Regions from separate parts of the Ovis aries genome. Here region 2 is linked to region 1. The links are chromatin contacts, called in public Hi-C maps. All regions are on one chromosome and are shown on one strand. The core of a region is the stretch at or near the end of the contact, and the rest is flanking DNA. Distances in the headings are between cores, read along the strand shown.

The links. Hi-C and Micro-C count contacts between places; a contact is called where the count stands out from the background.
Region 2: a Hi-C map of tail adipose tissue shows a contact between it and region 1, with 5 times the contacts expected there. The contact joins two enhancer-like sites. A contact is called at or near these places in 5 of 16 Hi-C or Micro-C datasets (liver, mixed tissues, muscle and 1 more).

What each region holds. Positions count from the first base shown.
Region 1 is chr7:50,861,651-50,869,584 of ARS-UI_Ramb_v3.0, forward strand. No RefSeq gene overlaps it. Among named protein-coding and RNA genes, the nearest start is that of MYZAP, 10 kb to the left of the region's middle. Within about 2 kb of position 2,796, at least 9 of the 54 cell types and tissues checked have an H3K27ac peak or open chromatin away from gene starts, as enhancers often do.
Region 2 is chr7:51,090,597-51,098,530 of ARS-UI_Ramb_v3.0, forward strand. No RefSeq gene overlaps it. Among named protein-coding and RNA genes, the nearest start is that of CGNL1, 42 kb to the left of the region's middle. Within about 2 kb of position 2,970, at least 4 of the 54 cell types and tissues checked have an H3K27ac peak or open chromatin away from gene starts, as enhancers often do.

The sequences.
Region 1 (7,934 bases), core at 1,546-4,045:
CTGTGCTTTAAATAAGGCCAACACCTTTGAAAGCAGAGCACAAGGCCCTAAAACAAGGGAAAGTAGCCAGTACTTTGTCAACTACAAAGAACTGTATGACGAAAGTGTTATTATTGGTCCAAAGCAAAGGAATTCTAGGTTAAAGTGTGACAGAGCCTCTGCGCTGAAGTCACTGGCCTCAAAGGTCACCAATGCCAATCAAAGTCAGGTACTGAGAGGGAAACTATCAGTCACCAGGGACAATTGTCTAAAGAACATATGCAACCATGAGACTCGGACCTGGTACACCTGTCAATCTGTCCTGCAGAAAGATAAGAGGGTCACAGTCGAGCTGAGCGTTTTCTGCATGTGGAATTGTGAGCTGGGGAGCCACGGGGCCAGTTGCCTTGTGACTTGCCTGGATTTTAGAGATTGTCATGGTAACTGCAATGAAAAATGCATGATACTTGCACGATGCTTGGAGGACCAAGCCTGGTGTGATTGTAGATGATGTAGCCACTTGGGCCAACAGCTGGGCAGTTCCTCAAAAAGGTAAACACAGAGATAACTTATGACCCAGGAATTCCACTCCTAGAAAGAATTCCACCCAAGAGAATTGAAAACATATGTTCAAACACAATGGCCATAGCAGCATTATTCATCATAGCCAAACAGAGACCGCTCAAATGCCCCATGAACTGATGAGTATACAAACGAAATGTGGTATATTCACACAATGGAAGAGTATCATCCATAAGGAAAAAAATGAAGTACTGATACATGCTACAACATGGACAAACCTTGACTACATCCTGTTAAACTGAAGTCAGACACAAAAGACTACGTACTCTATGCTTTGAATTATATAAAATGTCCCAAAATGGCAAATCCATAGAGACAGAAAGCTCATTAGTGATTGCCATGGCCAGGAAGGAGGGAGATAGGAGGAGTAACTATAAGATATAGGGTTTCTTTTAGGGGTAATGAAAGTATAAAATTAGAAAGGTCTTAGCCTCCCTCCCAAGACACCATATGTGTATCAGCAAACAGTGTGCAAGAAATGGTGGGGATCTAGGAGGGTGTTGCAGCCTCCATGGGAGGCTTTTCCAAACTGAAGCAGACAGGCCATTCCTCTTTAGTAGCTGACAAGGAATATGTCCAGGCATTTTCCTGATCACTGAACGTACTGCATAGAAGGAACAACAGAATCAGAGGCATGGGACCAGCCCCCGGGCTACCCGCCTTGGCTTTGGTTGGCTGTTCAGGAAGGAAGGCAGCCAACTCCATAAGGCCCCACCCCGGCAGCTGAGCAGGAAGAGAAACCAGGAAACGCTGGCACTGATGGAAGAGACAGAACTATACCCAGCCAGAGGCTGCTGTCACAGAGCTGAGCTCCCCTCAGCTCGTGAACAAACAGGAGGGAGAAAACCCAGCCCGATGACAAGAGCCATTCAGCTCTTCCCCTCCAATCCTACCTTCTGCTGACATTTTACCCCTGTGGACACAGCTTCTAGCAAAACACCCAGCACAGATGGGAACTCAGTGACTGTTTGTTTAATGAATTAATAGCAACATCACCTATGACAGCAACCAGAATGACGTGACTTAACTGTCCTACAGCAGACTACTGATTTGTACACACATGTGAGATCTCTATAATTAGACAAGATATCTGACCTCACTATGCCTGAATCTTTCTTTTTGCTAAAATGGAGTGCGTCATTACACCTGTCTCATAGTGTGAGAATTCAAACAAGCTTAGGTATGTAACTTCCTGGCATACGGTGAGTACAAAATAAATGGTAACTGCTATTATGACTCCATGGAATACTATGTAGCCATTAAAACTGTATTCAGGAAAGACATTTCTATACAGGGAAAAATTTGTGATAATTGGAAAAGCAGGTTATGTGACAATATAAGAAGTATGATTCCAAACCTTATAAAACAAACATGCATAGAGAAAAAGCCTAGACAAATATACAAAAAAAACTATTTGTAGACAATGAAACCAAGGGTGACTTCCCGTCTCCTCTTCCTCCTGCTCCTTCATATTTATATTACCATTTACCTATCTGTATTTGTAAATAAATAGCATAAATTATTTGCATAAATTAAAAAGTTAATTAAAATTCCACTTGAATAGAAAAATGGTATTTTTCACACACAATAACTCCTATTTTAGGATATTACTTCAAGAAAATGATGCTAAATACCAAAGAAAATAATGTCTATAAGAATTAAGTATATTTTCTATACATGATAGAAAAATAGTGATTTTAAAAATTTATGATCTTCAAAACATTAGATGTTCAAAAATGTTTAAAAATACTAGAATAATGCTTTAAGATATTATAGAATGTTATTGATACTAAGTAAATTGACTAGGATAAAAATAGCTGGTATGTGATCTCAAACATATAACAGAAGAAAATAAATGCTGTAAGAAAACTAGACTACAAAGAACTAGAGAAAAATATTAACAGAGAAAATAAAGAGCCATTACAGAAGGCGCGTCTGACTTCCTGTCTTTTGTTGATTACAGTTCACTCCACTTGCCACCTTTGACCAGAACAGGGTGGATTCTTTCTCAGTGATTCACAGAGTAACCTAGCAAGGTTCTAGGTTCATTAGACATCTGGAGGGCGTGGTAGGATGGCACCTGGCTACCTCCAGCACTCCTTGGGTGGAGCGCTCTCTGCTGACACAGTGGGCAGCGAGCCCCCTGATTTGAGGACATCAGGGGAGCCTGTGGCCACAGTCTAATCTATCCATTCTGGACCCCACAGTTCCCTTTCCAAGCTCCAGTTCACCTTATCCTCAGACAGAAACTTTATGGAAGTGACCTTGAACATCATCACATATATTCTGCTCAGGGAGGGACTACTTGAGAAGAGTTCTGAGGATCGGCAGAGTGTTTCGGGTAGGGAAACCCTGGAGAAGGAGTGAGATCCAAGTCACCAAGCATTCCCCTCTCTAAGGTGTCCTTCATGTTGGAGAGCTGCATGTCACGGCTGTTTTGTGTGGCTGTTCAGTAGCTAAGCCTTGCATTCACCTCTCACAGAAGCAGTCCCACGCAGCCCCTGCCTGAGGACTCCAGCTTGGGCCAGTGTGCTGTGGCGCTCTCTGCTGCCACCCAGTGGATCTACTGAGAAAGGTCGGGTAAGAAGTTTATCCAGAGGTTCTCAGTGTGGTACCCGGACCAGCAGCGGCAGCCGTAAATTCTTGGCGGTCCCAGAAATTCTCGGAATAAAGGGCGCAGTCTCTATTTTAACAAGCCCCCCTAGCTGATTCTGATGCACACTCAGGTTTGAGAAGCACTGATTTAGACTAAGTGATTTGCATTCTGAGATGCATGAAACGGATAATCAGAGACTTTCTAGTTGAGAGTAGCTAATTCTCCATTTTTATGATCAAGCATCATACCTTTTATAAGAACTGAAGCTCACTAGCCACTTTAAAATAAGTTATTCATCTCCCTCTCAGAAAGAATAATGAGGCATAAAACCCAACTCCTCTGCATTATATCCAGAATCTCCTCCTTAAAAACATCCACTGCTTTCCTATTTCTGGGAGTGCCTCTCAGAGTTTTCCAAAAATATGGTCCCAAATTTCTTTTCCAGCCTCACCTCCAATCACTCCTCCGCTTCATTTATCCTAGACTCTAATGAACCGGATGATTCTAAGAATCTCTCCTGTATCCATGAGTTCACTCTGTTCTTTCCGCCAGTCAAAGACACATCCATCTGTAAGATTAAAATTTTATAATAAAAACTCCCAAAATCTGCACTCATTTTAAGGCTCTCTCATTTGCCATTTCCTCCATGAAGCTTTTCCTAATTACCCCGGTCAATAAGGATCTTTCCCATCATGAAACTCTATCACACTTCATCTGTACGTCTTTTTCAGTGCTTTAGACCCTCCCCCTGCTGTTTAGTTCTTAGTAGGCATTATTCAAGTCCAGGGACTGAGCCCTACTTATCTCAGCATTGGCCAATGCACAGTAGGTGTACAGTAAATACTCTTTGAAAGGTGCAACTAAATAACTTTGGTCTCTCACAAAAAAGCAGCTCACAACAAATGTTGGAATTAAAATCAGTATGATGCAACAGTGCAACATAAAGGTAACTGAGGAGCCCCAGATGGCCTGGGCCAAGCTGGGAAGATAAACCTTGTTGTCCAAAGTCCTCTTTGGGACTCTGCCACTGGTAGGTGGGGCCCTAGACACCCAGCACCCACTAATCTACCACCTCAGAGCCAGAAGTAGCCACCAATGCCCCCTGCTGGCCACCACAGTGGTCACGCTGGGGCTTACTGCAGGTAGCCCCGTAAAGCCTTCCATCCCATCAGCCTCAGCCCCTTAAGGAGCCCAGCTGAGAATCCCGGAGCCGTGGGAGAACTCCACCGCTGCAGCCACCGCTGACACCTGGCTGGGAATGCTGCCTCCAGCAGACCCTGGGCCTTTCACCCAAATCTCTTGTTGCCGTCTCAGGAAGACGGGGTCGATCCTGTAATCTCTCTCCTCTCAGGCAACTTGCCCCAGTGGCCCCTATCCTCTCTGCCCTCCCCCAGTAAATGTCCCTACACTTATAGTTTTGACCATGTGAGATACCATCAGGCCTGACACTGGAGCTGGGGAAAAGTGCCCTTGAAAGAGGCCCTGAGAGACACAAGGTGGTCAGAGAATAAGGAATCAAGGATCCTCAGGGCACAGTGGGTGAGAAGCAGAAAATGATCCCCAGAATAGAGAACAAGAGACAGTGAGGCCAGGGTGGGCAAATGGGAAAGGATGGTCCGTGCAGCAGTCTGGGACTGACACAGTCGCTGCCTGGGGCTTGAGTGTATAAAGAGCTGGTTGCATCCAGGCACAGGAATTCAGGTGCCGGCTCCCTTAGGAAGGCCTGGACCTTTTCAGACAGACCCAGCCTCTTATGTTGAAGCTCCCTCACATATTTGATGCTATAGACACTGAAAAAAAGCCCCAACCTTGTGGACAACCTTCCTTCAGGATCACTTCACTGACCCATGAGTCCCACATCCCGAATGTAACCCTTTCGGGGAGCAGTCCAGAGGAAAGTCTCTTTCACATAGGGAAGGTGGGGGAGGAGTCAGCCTGGGGGACGGGTGTTCCCAGGGCCTCCACTCTCTTCATAAATCCTTTCGAGGTGCTCTCCTTTTCTGTGAATGTGTCCAGTGGGACACACATAAATTCTGGGGCCTGGATTAAACACTGAGAAGGTGGCTTGGAAGAAATAAATTAGGAAGAGTGGTTGTCTCTGGGGAGAGAGAAGAGAGATTGGTGTTAAGGATGGAGGACTTAATTTTCACTGTTTCAATCTATTATACCAATTTCATTTTTATCCTCTGCCACTTAAAAACTGCACTAGCCTGGGGTGCAAGCTCAGTCACTTCAGTCATGTCCGACTCTTTGCAATCCCATGGACTTGTAGTCTGCCAGGCTCCCCTGCCCATGGGGATTCTCCAGGCAAGTATGCTAGAGTGGGCTGCCCTGCCCTCCTCTAGGGGATCTTTCTGATCCAGGGACTGAACTCATATCTCTTATGCCTCCTGCATTGGCAGGTGGGTTCTTTATCACTAGCACCACCTGGAAAGCCCACACTAGCCTTAAGAGGTAACAATTAAAAGGATAAGAATAGACAAGTGACAGAAGCATATCTTATAAACTTATTTTAAAAATACAGAATGAGATTAACCTGATGAAAGAGATTATTCTACTACCCAGGAAGAGAGATTAATTAGCCAAGGGGTGGGGGACAAAGGGTTACATCTGTATACAAATGGTCACATCTGTATATTGCTGGTATCTATACAAATTAGTAAACCCTTCTGAAGAGCAATTTGGCAACATTTATAGAGACACAAGGATTCCCTGGTAGCTCAGATGCAAAGAATCTGCCTGTAATGCAGGAGACCTGAGTTCTATCCCTGAGTTATGGAGAAGGGAATGGCAACCCACTAAGGTATTCTTGCATAGAGAATTCCATGGACAGAGGAGCCCAGCGGGCTACAGTCTGTGGGGTCACAAAGAGTCGGACATGACTGAGTGACCAGCACTTTCATAGAGACATAATGGGCTACCCAGGTGGCAGAGTGGTAAAGAATCTCCCTGCCAATGCAGGAAATATGTGTTCAAACCCTGGGTAGGGAAGATCTCCTGGAGTAGGAAATGGCAACCCACTCCAGTATGCTTCCCTGGAAAATTCCATAGACAGAGGAGCCTGACATTAAGATCTCTTTTTCACTTGCTATCTCAGTAATTCCATTTCTGGTTATCTAACCAAAGCAAATTAAAAAGCTGAGACATTACTTTGTCAACAAAGGTCCGTCTAGTCAAGGCTATGGTTTTTCCAGTGGTCATGTATGGATGTGAGTTGGACTATAAAGGAGGCTGAGTGCCGAAGAATTGATGCTTTTGAACTGTGGTGTTGGAGAAGACTCTTGAGAGTCCCTTGGAATGCAAGGAGATCCAACCAGTCCATCCTAAAGATCAGTCCTGGGTGTTCATTGAAAGGACTGATGTTGAAGCTGAAACTCCAATATTTGGCCACCTGATGTGAAGAGCTGACTCATTTGAAAAGACCCTGACACTCGGAAAGATTGAGGGCAGGAGGAGAAAGGGACGACAAACGATAAGATGGTTGGATGGCATCACCAACTCAATGGACATGGGTTTGGGTGGACTCCAGGAATTGGTGATGGACAGGGAGGCCTGGTGTGCTGCGGTTCATGGGATCACAAAAAGTCAAACATGACTGAGAGATTGAACTGAACTGAACCAAAGCAAATAATTTTAGTATGGAAAAAAAGACATATAAAATACTCACTGTAGGAAGGCAAAATTTAGAATCTTAGACATCTGATAATATAGGGATGGTAAGTAAGTGATGGGATTCATGCAATGCCTGCTGTTCAGCATTTTCCAAAGTGATAAACATTATCTACTATCAGAAAATATGCTTATTCTAATGTTAAGTGATAGCAAAGCGGATATAAATACACATCAACACTGTGGGTATAGCTATGCTTTAAAAGCTGCATAGGACATCTGTATACCTATGGCTGATTCATGTTGCAGTTTAACAGGAAAAAAAAATTCAGTAAAGAAATTCTCCTTCAATTAAAAATAAATAAAATTTTAAAAACACATGGGAAAAAAAGATTGGTCAGAAGTATGGGAAAATGCTTATGATGTACAATGGAATATTATTCAGCCACAAAAAGACATAAAACTGCCATTTGCAGAGATGTGGAAGGACCTAGAGACTGTCCTAAGACTGAAGTAAGTCAGAAAGGGAAGAACAAATATCGTGTATTAACACAGGGGTCCCCAACCCCAGGCCATAGGTTGGTCTGTGGCCTGTTAGGAACTGGGCCACTCAGCAGGAGGTGGTGGTGGGTGAGCAAGTGAAGCTTCGTCTGTATTTACAGCCACTCCCCATTGCTTGCATTATCACCTGAGCTCCGCCTCCTATCAGATCAGCGGCAGCATTAGATTCTCACAGGAGCGGGAACCCTACTGTAAACTGTACATCCGAGGGATCTAGGAAGCACCCTCCTTGTGAGAATCATCCCTGAACAGCATCCTCCCCATCCCCGGGGAAACAGCCTTCTGCCAAACCAGTCCCTGGCGCCAAACAGGTTGGGGACCACTGTATTAACGCATATACGTCGAATCTAGGAAAATGGTACAGGTGAACTTACTTGCAAAGCAGAAATAGAGACTCAAGATGCACAGAACGAACGTATGGACACCAAGGAGGGAAGGGAGGTGGGGTGGACTGGGAGACTAAGATTGACAGATATTATTGCCAAGTTCAGGCTTAAACTGATGAAAGTAGGGGAAACCACTAGACCATTCAGGTATGACCTAAATCAAATCCCTTACTATTAGACAGTGGAAGTGACAAATAGGTTCAAGGGTTTAGATCTGACGG
Region 2 (7,934 bases), core at 1,720-4,219, 230 kb after region 1:
GGAGCTGACTGTGGCTCAGATCATGAGCTCCTTATTGACAAATTCATACTTAAATTGAAGAAAGTAGGGAAAACCACTAGACCATTCAGATATGACCTAAATCAAACCCTTTATGATTACACTGTGTAAGTGAGAAACAGATTTAAAGGCTTAGATCTGATAGACAGAGTGCCTGATGAACTATAGACTGAGGTTCGTGACACCATAGAGGAGACAGGGATCAAGACCATCCCCATGGAAAAGAAAGGCAAAAAAGCAAAATGGCTGTCTGGGGAGGCCTTACAAATAGCTGTGAAAAGAAGAGAAGTCCCATGGGAGAAAAGGAAAGATATAAGCATCTGAATGCAGAGTTCCAAAGAATAGCAAGAGATAAGAAAGCCTTCCTCAGCGATCAATGCAAAGAAATAGAGGAAAACAACAGAATGGGAAAGACTAGAGATCTCTTCAAGAAAATTAGAGATACCAAGGGAACATTTCATGCAAAGATGGGCTTGATAAAGGACAGAAATGGTATGGACCTAACAGAAGCATAAGATATTAAGAAGAGGTGGCAAGAATACACAGAAGAACTGTACAAAAAAGATCTTCACGACCAAGATGATCACGATGGTGCAATCACTCATCCAGAGCCAGACATCCTGGAATGTGAAGTCAAATGGCCCTTAGAAAGCATCACTACAAACAAAGCTAGAGGAGGTGATGGAATTCCAGTTGAGCTATTTCAAATCCTCAAAGATGATGCTGTGAAAGTGCTGCACTCAATTTGCCAGCAAATTTGGAAAACTCAGCAGTGGCCACAGGACTGGAAAAAGTCAGTTTTCATTCCAATTCCAAAGAAAGGCAATGCCAAAGAATGCTCAAACTACCACACAATTGCACTCATCTCACATGCTAGTAAAGTAATGCTTAAAATTCTCCAAGCCAGGCTTCAACAATATGTGAACTGTGAACTTCCAGATGTTCAAGCTGGTTTTATTTATTTTTTATTTATTTATTTTTTTCAAGCTGGTTTTAGAAAAGGCAGAGGAACCAGAGATCAAATTGCCAACATCTGCTGGATCATGGAAAAAGCAAGAGAGTTCCAGAAAAACATCTATTTCTGCTTTATTGACTATACCAAAGCCTTTGACTGTGTGGATCACAATCAACTGTGGAAAATTCTGAGAGAGATGGGAATATCAGACCACCTGACCTGCCTCTTGAGAAACCTGTATGCAGGTCAGGAAGCAACAGTTAGAACTGGACATGGACCAACAGACTGGTTCCAAATAGGAAAAGGAGTACATCAAGGCTGTATATCATTACTCTGCTATTTCACTTATATGCAGAGTACATCATGAGAAATGCTGGACTGGAAGAAACACAAGCTGGAATCAAGATTGCTTGGAGAAATATCAATAACCTCAGATATGCAGATGACACCACCCTTATGGCAGAAAGTGAAGAGGAACTAAAGAGCCTCTTGATGAAAGTGAAAGAGGAGAGTGAAATAGTTGACTTAAAGCTCAACATTCAGAAAACGAAGATCATGGCATCTGGTCCCATCACTTCATGGGAAATAGATGGGGAAACAGTGGAAACAGTGTCAGACTTTATTTTGGGGGGCTCCAAAATCACTGCAGATAGTGACTGCAGCCATGAAATTAAAAGACGCTTACTCCTTGGAAGGAAAGTTATGACCAACCTAGATAGTATATTCAAAAGCAGAGATATTACTTTGCCAACAAAGGTCCGTCTACTCAAGGCTATGGTTTTCCAGTGGTCATGTGTGGATGTGAGAGTTGGATTGTGAAGAAAGCTGAGTGCTGAAGAATTGATGCTTTTGAATTGTGGTATTGCAGAAGACTCTTGAGAGTCTCTTGGACTGCAAGGAAATCCAAGCAGTCCATTCTAAAGGAGATCAGTCCTGGGTATTCTTTGGAAGGAATGATGCTAAAGCTGAAACTCCAGTACTTTGGCCACCTCATGGGAAGAGTTGACTCATTGGAAAAGACGCTGATGCTGGGAGGGATGGGGGCAGGGGGAAAACAGAGGATGGGATGGCTGGATGGCATCACTGACTTGATGGATGTGAGTCTGAGTGAACTCCGGGAGTTGGTGATGGACAGGGAGGCCTGGCATGCTGCGATTCATGGGGTCGTAAAGAATTGGACACAACTGAGCGACTGAACTGAATTGAACTGAAGTAGAATCTCCTTTTTCACCTGCTCTTTGAAGGTAACCCTGGGATTCTGTGTTCCTATGTGCACATCACCACTAAGGGGTCTGATTGACCCATTATTTCTCTCCATCAGGAAAGACTCATCTCTTCACATTTAGTGCCTGGAGCTGGGCTTCCCTGGGGATCACGTGGCTAAGAGTTTGCCTGACAGTGCAGGGGACACAGGTTTGATCCCTGATCCAGAAGATCCCCGTGGCTCAAAGCAGCTAAGCCCGTGTATCACAGCTACTGACGCTCGTGTGCCCTACAGCCTGTGCTCCACAACCAGAGAAACCGCTACGATGAGAAGCCCGTGCACCGCAACTAGAGGGGAGCCCCTGCTTGCCACAACTAGAGAAAGCCCATGCACAGCAACGAAGATGCAGTGCAGCTAAAGATAGATGAATAAATAATTTTTAAAAAATGCCTGGAGCCTTGGTTTGACTTCCTGTTTCTCCCAAGTGTCAAGGTCCTGACACGGCCTGTATTTGCAGCGTGTGTGACAGACACTCTTGAAGCCAGGGTGGAGGCAACCTGGAGACTTCCCTGGGCTGCTGCCCACCACACTCTCTCTAGGAATGTCCAAAATCCAAGAACCAGCTTAGCAATAGAGATGACACTGTCCATCAACAGTGTGAGAAGTTGTTTATCACCCACTTCACCCCACTCCTCTCTCTCCAGTGCCAAAGCTTTCCAAGTCCCTGACCCTTTACAGAGGCCATGGGTAGGCTGTGCAAAGCTGCCTGCCTGGCCCTCAATCTGGTCAAACCCTGCCTCTGCCCTTGCATGACCTCTGACCCCTTCACCTCCAATCCAGATCCAATACTTCTCCCTACCATCTTCTCAGGCTAAAGGGGAACTTCACTAAAGTTGCTCTCTGGACCTCCAGACAAAGAAGCATAACCTTTTCAGAAACAGATCAGGTTATATTAAAGATCTAACATAGTCAAGATATTTTAAATAGCTTCAAGGTACAAAGCACATGATTGCTAAATAGATGGGTTAGTAAAGGGACAGGAGCTGACTGAGTTCCTTATTCGCAGAGCAGCTCTGGACATCAGGGGAGCATGAGCTATGACGGGCCATGGACACGGCCTTATTAGACTTCCAGGTCATTCCAGGGACTTTCAGTGAAAAGCAGGCCACTACCCTGGGCGGCATCTTCCGGTTTTGGTGTGCCGAGCAGTTGGGTATACAGTTGTTGTACAATGGTGCCACCAGGTGGTCCTTTGTGGAATAACCGCTGTAGTGGCTGCTTTCCCATCGTGGAGTTCCCGACAGATGGAAATGTCTGATTGCTTTTTTCCCTGTGGTCTACTGTTGGCTGGTCTATCCCCACAAATTAAAGGAGCAGACACTGGCATTGCTCTCTTTGCTTTTGTCTCTCTGAAAAATGAAATCGCCCAGTTATCTTGACCAATACATTATGGGAAGAACATGGGACTAAAATTAGGAAATTCACGGACTTCCCTAGTGGTCTAGGGGTTAAGAATCGGCCTGCCAATGCAGTGGACACGGGTTCAATCCCTGATTCAGGAAGATCTCACATCCCTCGGGACAACTAAGCCCATGCGCCACAACTCCTGAACCCGAGTGGGGCGGCTACTGAGGCCCGCGCACCCAGAGCCCTTGCTCCGCAACAAGAGAAGCCTCCGCAATGAGAAACCCACGCGCTGCCGCTAGAGAGTGGCCCCTGCTCACCACGACTGGAGAAAGCCCCACACAGCGATGCAGTCCCAGCAGCCATAAATAAATGAATTATATATTAAATAGTTGGGTTTTTTTTTTCAAGTTAGGAGATTCACTCTCATATTCTACTCTGTCAACCTTCTTTTTAACTACAGGACTTGGGAAAGTTGCTTAGCCCTCTTAGCAAACTTTTTCTCATCTGGAGCAGGAAAGTAATAGTTGGATTCTTGTGGGGGATGGTGTGAGACAGTGCACATACCACTGTGAGCATGGTGTGTGGCCCAGGAGAGGTGATCAGAATCAAGCACTCCTAAGCTCTAGAGTCCTCAGCGGTGATGCGTTCCTCAAGATCGCTTAGCCTCTGTCTTCAGTGGCTGGAATGTAATCGTCTCTTGGTCAGGTCCTACCTGCTCACTGACTGGCTAAGGTTGTGACAAAACGTGTCTCAGCAGGTGGGTAACTGCTTGGGGCTCTGTGGCCACAGGTCAGAGCAGTGCCCGCCAGCTGACACTGGTCCCACTGAGTAGTAAATGGTGGGGCCGGTATCTCTGCAAACTCTGATGTGAGGCCAAATGGCAGCTGGAGTAACTAATCCGTCTAAGCCTTGGTCTCCTCATCTGTAAAATGAGGTTACTGTAACAAGGTGAGCTATTTAGTAAAACAAAACAAATTGGTCTTTGGGATTTCGTTTTGTTTCAGGGATGTGGGCAGAGGATGGGAGTATCATTTGCTAAAGCTTTTGTTCTGAATTCTCAAAGGAAGAGTAAAGTGTCTTCTTTCCCTGCCCTGTCTCCATTCTGGGAAGAAGAGGTCATTTTTGTGTTTACGAAAGGCTGGGCTCTCTCATCTACTCACCCCAGCTCCGCAAGCTAAGAACTGTTGTATTTTAGGTCCACAGGGAGAAGGGAGAGAGAGGAATCTGTGTGGTCCCAGAGGGAGGAGGGATGAGATTGGACTCGAGTTGAAGAGGGGCGTCGAGCGTGCCAGGATGAGGGGGGAACAGAGGTAGTGGTCTCAGCAAACGGGGAGGAGTCCGGTGGGGGCGAGGTGGCCGTGGTTGTTCACGGGGACGGGGCCTGAGGACCCCGGGGCTGAGCCAGGGACGAAAATGTCTAAAGAGCCAGACTCTCAGCCGTGCATGGCGACCAGAGTCCCAGGGCTCCACTTTCTTGGACCCGAGGAGCATAAAAGCTCCCCACACACAACAGAAGGGGTTTCCTTTCAAGCCCGGGGGCTAGAAAACGAAAGGAAACTGCTCACTTTCGCAGCTGAAGGTCACAGAGCGGATCCACAGCCCCTGCCACCAGGAGGGCCCGGTGCCCCGCAACACAGCTCGGTGACCGCAGCTCCTCTCCTGGCCATGACGGGTTTGCTTTACAGACTCTGAACATGGAGGCCCCACACACAAGAAGATGCGCACTCAGAGAAGAATTTTTACAATCCACTTACGGAGGCACTGCCAGCAGAAGCCACTTTTTCAGAATCAAGAAATTCTGGCCCCAGGGCCCACATTTTTGGTGAGAATGTGGCCAGTCAACACGCATCCTCTGGACCGCTCTGAATCAGGATTTTCTCCTACCAAGGAGAAAAATGTCCTCCGAGTCAGGGAAAGGAGCTGGAGCCATGTTTGGGGGCTCAGCTCACAACAGGGGTGTCTGTCACTCCATGGGGAAGCCGCCTCCCCCTGACGTCAGTCAGAAGGGTCAGCGCTACCCGCCCCTCCAGGACTCAAGGGAACCGTGGAGATGGGCCCTGGCTGGCGGGGCTTCTCTCCTCGCGGGAGAGGGGCTTGAGGCAGCTCCTGGGGCTTGGGCCAGCCCTCCTGCCCTTTTACTCCCTGAGCCTCAGCCACACACCCGCATCCTAGCCCAGAGCTCTCTGAGCCCCTCCACTCTAGTAGGAAGTGTGCTGTGGTGGGGGTAGGGGCAACGTTCTCCGCCAGCTCCCCAGCCCCTAATGTTCCCCACTAAGGTCCCAGTGTACCCCAAAGTGTCCCAGAAGAAAAGTGAACTCTATCTCAGAAACACGGAAAAGCACTCAAGAGTGTGAACTCACCTTTGTAACTTGGTGAACAAGCACAGCTCTCTTTCTTCTGCAACACATTTTTTACCCCCAGGAACTGAGAACAAATGATAGTTGTGAGAATCATGTTAGGAGAGGATCCCCCCTCTCCCCACTTATCTCGGGAGGCTGGGTTCTTGTCTGTGAACCCCCGTGGCCAGGCCAGCCCTTCCCGGGGCTGCTGAACTTGCAGGACCAGACATGGCCTCTCTCCTTGCTCCAGGCCTGGCCCTGGAGATCCACAGGCATCAGTCCCACAGGGTCCTACAGGCCCTGTGGGGGCTGAGCACCACAAGGAAGGCGTGGACCTGGCAGGCCTCCCCTGGGTGCCTCCCAAACCCCACGCCCACCCCACAGACTGCAGGGTGGGGAGGACAGGGACAGCCGCGCCATTTGCTGGGCCTGTTCTCCCTCCAGTCTGATGCCAGGAGGGCCAGGATGCCAAGCCCTTCCCCCAATGGCCCTCGCTGAGGGCTTCGAGCATCATCCCATTATCCCATGACTCACAGATTACGTGTGAGACGGACTCTGAAAGAGAGCTCCCTTTTGATAAATGAAGAAACTGAAGAACAGAGAGGTTATGGGATTTGCTTCAAATCACACAGCAAGTTAGTGGCAGAACTGGGATGGTTCCTCTGCCCCCGGGGGCATAGGCTCCAGCACAGTGATTCTCAGCTCCTGTAGCCTATTAGAATCACCTGGGGGCGCTCTAACCTTCCCCTGCCTCTGTCAAGGCCCTGCCCTTGAAATCGGACCACCTGGGGCAGCTGCAAGGGGTGGGGGGCGGGGGGGGGGCGGCGGGAGGGGGTTGGTAGTTGTAACATTGCCCCTAGTAGTTTCCTGTGCATCCGGAATGGAGACCCCTCTAGATTCAGGCATGGGGCTTCCATCCTGGCTCCAGGTTGGGTGGCTGTGTGATATAAGAAAGTAACTTACCTTTCTGAGTCCTGTGTGTAAACTACTATAGAATGATGCCCATCTTCCTGAGGAAGGACAAACAGATGGCTCAGGATCCTGGAGCTCCCCTGAAGACCAAAAAACAGGCACTGTGAGATATGATAGAATACGGAGAGATTTTTTTACAAGCTTGGTGGACTGTGGTTATTAGATTCAAAAGAATGGTTTTCTGGGACTTCCCTGGTTAAGAATTTGCCTGCCAAAGTGGGGACATGGGTTCAATCCCTGCTCTAGGAAAATTCCGCATGCTGCAGGGCAGCTAAGCCCATGTGCCACAACTAATGAGCCTGTGCTCTTGAGCCTGCAAGCTACAACTACACACACCTAGAGCCCGCGCTCCACAACAAGAGAAGCCGCTGCGATGAGAAGTCTGTGCACCACACCAAAGAGCCCCCACTTGCTGCAACCAGAGGAAAGTCCACACAGCTACAAAGACCCAGTGGAGCCAAACTTAAAAAGAATGGCTTTTGTTGTACAAGGAATCATTTAAAAGGGGGGTGATGGCCCTTCTTTACTAGAAGCATATTTGGAATAAGCCTGTCCCTACAGAAACCAATTTTGAGCAGTCTGGCCACAGCACAGTGGAGGGCACACAGTAGGTCCTCAGTGAGTGTTGGCTTAGTGGATGCAGATGGGGAGGGAGGCTGGTGGTCTTTGAACACACCCTGCTATGTTAATAGCCATCGGGCCTCCCTTGGAGGGCCAGTGAGTCCAGGCCAGCTCGGTGAGCACAGCTATGCTCACAGAACCTCAGTTTCTCGGGCCTGCCACGCCCCGTGGGACAGGGAAGCATCTCCACGTGCAGGGACAGCTAAGGCAGCACTGACTTTGTGGCTCAGAGAAGGTCAGAGGATCATTTTCTTGGGGAAAAATTATTCATTAAAGCAGGTCTTTCCCTCTTAGCAAAAAATAAACAAGTAATTTCCTCCAGCAGTCTTAGCCAACATTTTTTGGCAAATCATCACTGGACAGGGAGACCTGAGGGGCATGAGTGATCACTGTGGCAAAGGGTCAGCTGAAGAGCAAA